Linked DNA regions of Urocitellus parryii: region 1 is linked to region 2. A link is a contact called in public Hi-C data. All regions are on one chromosome and are shown on one strand. Each heading gives the region's core, a stretch centred on a gene start, on an enhancer-like site or on the middle of the called end of the contact. The rest is flanking DNA. Distances are from core to core; before and after follow the strand shown. Region 1 holds the start of Slc25a28 (solute carrier family 25 member 28). Region 2 holds the start of Got1 (glutamic-oxaloacetic transaminase 1).

Region 1 (3,270 bases), core at 144-2,643, 160 kb before region 2:
ATTACTTCATCATCTCATTAAAATAGGTAGTAAAGACTGAGCTGGAAACTGGGGAAACTTGTGCAAACACGCTCCAGCAAAGGAATACTGAGGAAGCCGGGCAGACCGAGTGAAAACGGGGCCTGCTGGAGTCTAGAGTTGTTTCCTTGCGCCTTAGTGCAGCACAAGCCTCTGTGCAACTTCTTGGCGCTGGAGTAGTCCTGAGGGCTGGGCATCACTAACTTTGTTCTACAACCAGTACGCGCCACTCTCAAGACTAACCGACCCCGACTGGGAGCAAGAGCGGTCTTATCACAAAAGGCAATCAACACGGTCCCTGAGGTTTGTCAGTGAGTCAGCTCGAGGGCAAGAAGCTGAAGTTTTAGACTCGGTACAAGCTGTATGTCCGAACTTCCCCATAATTGTCATACTTTCTTTGCTTTAAACGCTGCCTCCAGTCGACCTCTCCACCTGTCATCATCTCTGAATCATCCCGCCCTATTTCGACATCTCCTTCCCCAGCCTTTGGCTCTCGGCCTGGCGCAGAGCCCAGCCACTGCCGAGGCCCTGGAGAATTCATTCATTCAACCACTGCAGGGTTTACTGAGACTGTGTAAGGCTCAGTGCTAGAGATTGGGGTCTCGGACCCAACGGGTTATCCAGACCCTTCACCCCCGCGGCCGGACAGTCCAGAATCGACCCCGGCCTAACGGGCCGCCGCGGTCTTCCCTGGCAGTGGGGAGGGCTCCTGCCCACATGTCGCAATAACTTCCCAGATGAGCACGCTGGCACTGCCAGGGTGATGCAGGGTCCAGGCTGGCTCCGCCTCCCGCCCTCCACAAGATCCCGCGGGAATAGAGCTCTCGGTACCGGGAACGCATGTCTAGGAGCTGCGCGTCTGGGCACTCGGGTCGCGCGCTCGAGCGCCTACCGTAACGGCACCCGTCAGCGGTTGGACCTCGAAGGCCTGGCACCGCCCCCACCCTACGTTCCCGCCCGCAGTGCTTGCAGCCCCTTAGGTGCCAGTCTGGGCCCCAAAGTCAGTCCCTATCCTCTCCCAGCGCTTCGCTCTCTTTCTTTAGCCAATCGGAGGCAGAAGTGGTGCGAGCCAATGGCCACAGCCAAAGTATCTAGAGTGGTGGAGCCTATCAAAGTTCTACCTTAAGTTTCTCCCGCCCCTGAAAAGTCAGAGGCGGGCTAATCTTACATGTCGGCCAATCAGTGACCAATAAACAAGAAGCTTCCAAGATCAAAGGGGAAGGGGTGGGATCTAGGCGGCAGCAACGCCTCGGGGAAGAGGAATGACAGGCAACTTCGCGAATACCGCAGACATATTTCCCCTACGTGAGGAAAGGGGTGGGGCTAGGGTGGCGCCTTCACCAATGGTTGGTTGGGGGGCGTATCCGCGGGCCAAGCGGGAGCCGGAGGCCCGGGGCTCTCTGGGCCGCGCCTGAGGCGGAGGCAACGGGGCCGGGGGGCGGCGGCAGTAGTGGCGGCAGCGGCGCAGGTGTGCGCCGCGGCTGGCCCGGGTGGATGGAGTTGGAGGGGCGGAGTGCAGGCGGTGTGGCGGGGGGGCCGGCGGCTGGGCCCGGGCGGAGCCCCGGGGAGTCTGCGCTGCTGGACGGGTGGCTGCAGCGGGGCGTGGGACGGGGGGCCGGCGGTGGGGAGGCCGGGGCCTGCAGGCCCCCGGTACGGCAGGATCCGGACTCCGGCCCGGACTACGAGGCGCTGCCGGCTGGAGCCACTGTCACCACGCACATGGTGGCAGGCGCCGTGGCAGGGATCCTGGAGCATTGCGTGATGTACCCCATCGACTGTGTCAAGGTGAGACCTGGACTGGGCTCGGAACCCGACCTGGGGCTGACCCACCTTAGTCCCATCTAGAGCCAGGATCCTAGCTGAGAGCTGGAGTCGACGGGGTTCCTTCTTGGCTCCAGGCACTTCACACGATTCGAACCGGTACTCCGTGCAAGCAAGGTCCGGGCTGGGAGTTGAGCCCACTCAGGAGCCAGGACTTATTTCTAACCGTCAGTGAGATCTGAATCGGGACTCATGATCAAAAATCTGTCAGCCAAAGTCGGAGATCCCACCTGGGACTTAACAGGAATAGGGTGGGATTGGGGATCCCGAAGCCCAGGTAAGTGCTACTAACTCGATTAAGGTGACGCCAACTGGCGTGAATCAGATGGTAAACTGGATCTGATGGCTTGAGATGTTCTTCGGGTAGGTGCTTTTACCAGCTTCTTGCTGTGTCTTTCCTTAGAAGTGACGAGGCAGGAACCGGAATCTGGGATCTCTCAGCTAGATAAAGGACGTATTAAATCTTATCCCGTGAGTGATTGTAAGTCGTTGTGCAGTCAGAAATCAGAGTTTCAGACTGAAAGTAATATGGGAAAGATCGTGTTCAGGAAAAGGTTTCGATTTCTCTCTGAAGCAAGCATGATATCCCACCCATTTCCTGAACATGAAAATTGAACTGGGATTAAGATTGTGTATGTGCAGGGAGCACATCAGCCCCCACACAAGAGAGGAAACTTAGTGTATTTCTTTGGGCGCCTGAAGTTGACAAAAAGGGGAAAGTTGCCTAGAAGGGAAGTGTGACGGTATTAGAAAGTGGATGTAAGTGTGAAGAACGTGGAACAAGATCGACACAATTAGTGTGAAAGTAAAACTAATTGCATCCACAACCAAGCAGGATGATTAATGGATCCAGAAGTGAGATCCTTCTGAAGAAAGCTGAGTCTCCCCTCTGAAGATGGGAAAGATTGTTTTTACAGTTTTTATTCTCCACCCTTAGTAAAGATGCAAACCACTAAACTTGAGATCTAAATTGAGGGGGAAGTAAATCCGAGGAGACTGTTGAAAAAAATATGATGGAGCCTTGTGCTTCCTTTACATGTTAAGGGTAATAGTCAACAATATCCTGGCAGTTCTTTGTATGTTTTCTCCTCAAATTAGGAAAATGTTGTGTATTCAAAAGGAGGAGAGTGTCAATTTGGGCAATGCAAAGCAACCCTTTTCTGCTTGCTGCTTGTTCCAGTTACCATTTCATGTTTTCATAGTAATATGGATGAAGAAATAGGGAAAGAGCTCATGAAGCTTTGTGAATGACACTGAGTTGGTTCTAGTGCATTGCAAGGTTAACTCCTAACAAGGACCATAGCCACTGAAAATGTGGTTAAATGCACTTAACATGATTAGAATTTTAAATGCCCTTGTTGATTGAGAGAAATAAACCGGTAAATTCCATGAGAAAGAAATATAACCATTGAAATGTAAAATGAATAAATA
Region 2 (3,171 bases), core at 365-2,864:
TGCTACCTTGCAATCTGTGGAGGAAACTGTTATTAATGAAACACCGAGGGCAGTTACCTTTAGAACCAGAGGCAAAGTTTCCAAAAAAGAAGTAGATGATACAAAAGGTCAGCAGGTGTTACACTAAGTACTTTGGCTTATATTTTGAATGGAAAACTCATTTTAAGATTTATCATATTATCTGATGATTAGAGTCTATAACATTTTCTTCAGAGACAACAAGAGAACTAACTCCAGCATTTGTTGTTAGTAAGTACAAGAAACGGAGGGGGGACTTATACAGGTTAAATCCCTGGCCAAAAAGCATCTACATGGGGTGAGGCAGATGTGCAATAACAATAGTTAACATTTGTAGGGTGCTTATTATATGCAACTAAACACTTAATGTGTATTAACTCACATAATTCCCACAACAACCCTGAGGAAAATATTATTATTTCCACTTCACACAGCTGGAACAAAGAGGTTAAATAACTTGCCTAAACTTGCTTGAGTTAGTAAGAGATAACCAGAATGCAAACTCAGGTAGTCTGGCTCTGGAGCCAGGTTCCTCACCATAAGGATATTTCCTAAAATTGTAATATGGCTAACAAAGCACAGAAGCACAGGAAAACAATTTTGACTAGAATGAGGGTTAAGGGGAGGCTTGACATTTGGTGTTGGTCTTCAAGGTCACACAATAGGTGCAGAAGGAGACTGGCGTGGAAAGACTCTCAGGGAAAGGATTAGCCTTAAAAATGACAGCAATATCTGGCCCAGTGCATGAGTGGGAAGACAGCTGCCGAGGGAGGGTTTTTTTGGAAACATTTTTTTTAGTTGTAGATGAACACAGCTGAGGATGGAACCCAGTGCCTCACGTGTCCTAGGCAAGCCCTCTGCCGCTGAGCCAGGACTCCAGCCCCTTCCTTAGGGTTCCTGAAGGTCCCTTGAGGACCAAGACCCTCTTTGTAAGGAACTGCGGAGCAAAATTCTCAAACTAGAAGAGCGGTAGAAAGGGATTCGTGATCATCGCCCATTTTTAGAAAGATCTTCCTGTCAGCAACCAAGGCAGGGAGCACATCCACATTTCTTTCTGGGGGAAACACCCGGCAGGGACGGTCAAGGTCGCCCGCGTGGCCTCCCGAGCTGCACGTCTAGGCTGTAGACGCCCATCCCACGTACAAACGCCGGGGATTTGGCTGCCAGCCCGGCCCGGTCGGGTCAGGAACGTGCGCGCAGCCAGGCCTGGCAGTGACAACATCTCCTCAGCGGGAACAGAAGGACCCGTCCTTTGGATTTCCCGCTGGCCACCTCCCCCTCGTCTTCTGGTCCTGGAAGGTCAAGGAGGATGCCCCATGGGGACTGCGGCCGCTGGGTTCCTCCTCTCAGCCCCCAAGGAATAAAAGCCTCAGTGATTGGAACACGCTCTGCCAATCAACCCTAGTCTCCCCCCCCTTCTCCGTCAGCGTAAATAGCATTGGTTGCATCATTACCGGCCTCCAATAAGATTCTCTTCTTGGATTGGCTAATAACACCCCCTCCTTCCTCTCTGGTTTAGTCAGGAGCTTGTGATTGGTTATTCGCGTTGCCAAGCTCCGGACGCGGCTCGACTATTGGAGGCCGGGAGCCCGCCTCCGCCAGCTAGTGAAGGTGAGCGTCTCCTCCAGTCGCCGAACCGAGCCCCAACCGAGCAGCTAGCTCCAGGTCCCCTGTCAAGGCTCTCCGCAGATTCCTGCTCTGTATCCATGGCGCCTCCGTCAGTCTTTGCCGAGGTTCCGCAGGCCCAGCCCGTCCTTGTCTTTAAGCTCACGGCTGACTTCCGGGAGGATCCAGACCCCCGCAAGGTCAATTTAGGAGTAGGAGGTAAGGATGCTGTGCCCTGGAATGTGAGCAGCGTGGGAGCGGACCCAATCCCGGCCTGGAGTCTAAGGCCCGGCTGGACACTGCCTGGAGAGGGGCACCCTGGAGAGGAGGCAGGATCACAGAGTTTCGTTCAACGTGCCCATTTTACAGATGGGGATATGGAGGCCCTGGAAATGGGAGATGTGTTCAAGGTCATTCAAAATAGGTATAGTAGCCAGAACACAAATGCATTCTTTCTGATTCCCCATCCTGTGTTCTTTATACTACATCAAAGGATTGTAAAGAGAGGGAGGAAAATAGGCTTGGAAAATAGGGGGTGGAAATAAGCTTCGTAGGCTTGGGGTCCTAGTAGCTGGGGAGTGTGTAAAGGAGAACTGTTAGCCTTAGGGAGCTTTGGTCTGGTAAATATTTGAGTGATCACCAAGTGTTGAATATACCCTATTAAACTTTGTGGGGAAGACTGAGGCTTGGTTTTGTTTTCAAGGATTTCAAAATCAGCAAGTGTTGCACACCAGAGATCTGAAATGCTTCTGAGATGTGTTAATACTGCCTGGAGGGATCTAGGAAGATGGTTCTGACCCTCACAGATGTGGTAGGAATGGGTAGATACCGTGGAGTAGATCTTACTTTCCACACATCCTTGTCTTCATTTCTTTTTTCTTTTTGTTTTTAATTAATGTATTATAGTTATACATAGCCATATTCATACACACACATAATTTGATCATTCTTTTTTTTTTTTTTAAGAGAGAGTGAGAGAGGAGAGAGAGAGAGAGAGAGAGAGAGAGAGAATTTTTAATATTTATTTTTTAGTTCTCGGTGGACACAACATCTTTGTTGGTATGTGGTGCTGAGGATCCAACCCGGGCCGCATGCATGCCAGGCGAGCGCGCTTGAGCCACATCCCCAGCCCAATTTGATCATTCTTATTCCCAAGTACCTTTCCTTCCCTTGTCTTCATTTTTTTATTGTATTTCTTGGGCCTTGAACAACTCAGAGCATTGGCCTCAGTTTACCCATCTGTCAAGAAAAATATTTGTATTTCAAAGCCTCTGAAATTCCTTTTAACTCTAACCTTTTCTGGTGAATTTGTTATTCCAATCATTCTCATTTGTATGTTTGAAGTGCCACAGACACTTTCTTGATTTGTTTTTTTGCCACATAAAAAGGCCAGCCAGGAATATGAAAATGAGTAGGCTGATGTCCTGTGGGAGGAAATAGGCTTAGAATAAGAGGATTAGAAATTTTGGAAAGAAAAATTGAAATTATTTTGTAGTATAGGGTGACAAGAGGGATATTCAGAATTGTGCTTCCCATAGAGAGTATTTG

Evidence for each region. Hi-C and Micro-C count contacts between places; a contact is called where the count stands out from the background.
Region 1: a contact with region 2 is called in a Hi-C map of muscle, with 4 times the contacts expected there. The contact joins the promoter of Slc25a28 here to the promoter of Got1 in region 2. A contact is called at or near these places in 2 of 2 Hi-C or Micro-C datasets (liver and muscle).

The regions. Positions count from the first base shown.
Region 1 is chr5:183,402,627-183,405,896 of mUroPar1.hap1, reverse strand. Slc25a28 (solute carrier family 25 member 28) reads left to right here and starts at 1,393. Exons shown (of 4, transcript XM_026394826.2): 1 at 1,393-1,803. The coding sequence starts at 1,513.
Region 2 is chr5:183,244,965-183,248,135 of mUroPar1.hap1, reverse strand. It overlaps Got1 (glutamic-oxaloacetic transaminase 1), which reads left to right and starts at 1,614. Exons shown (of 9, transcript XM_026394778.2): 1 at 1,614-1,842. The coding sequence starts at 1,725.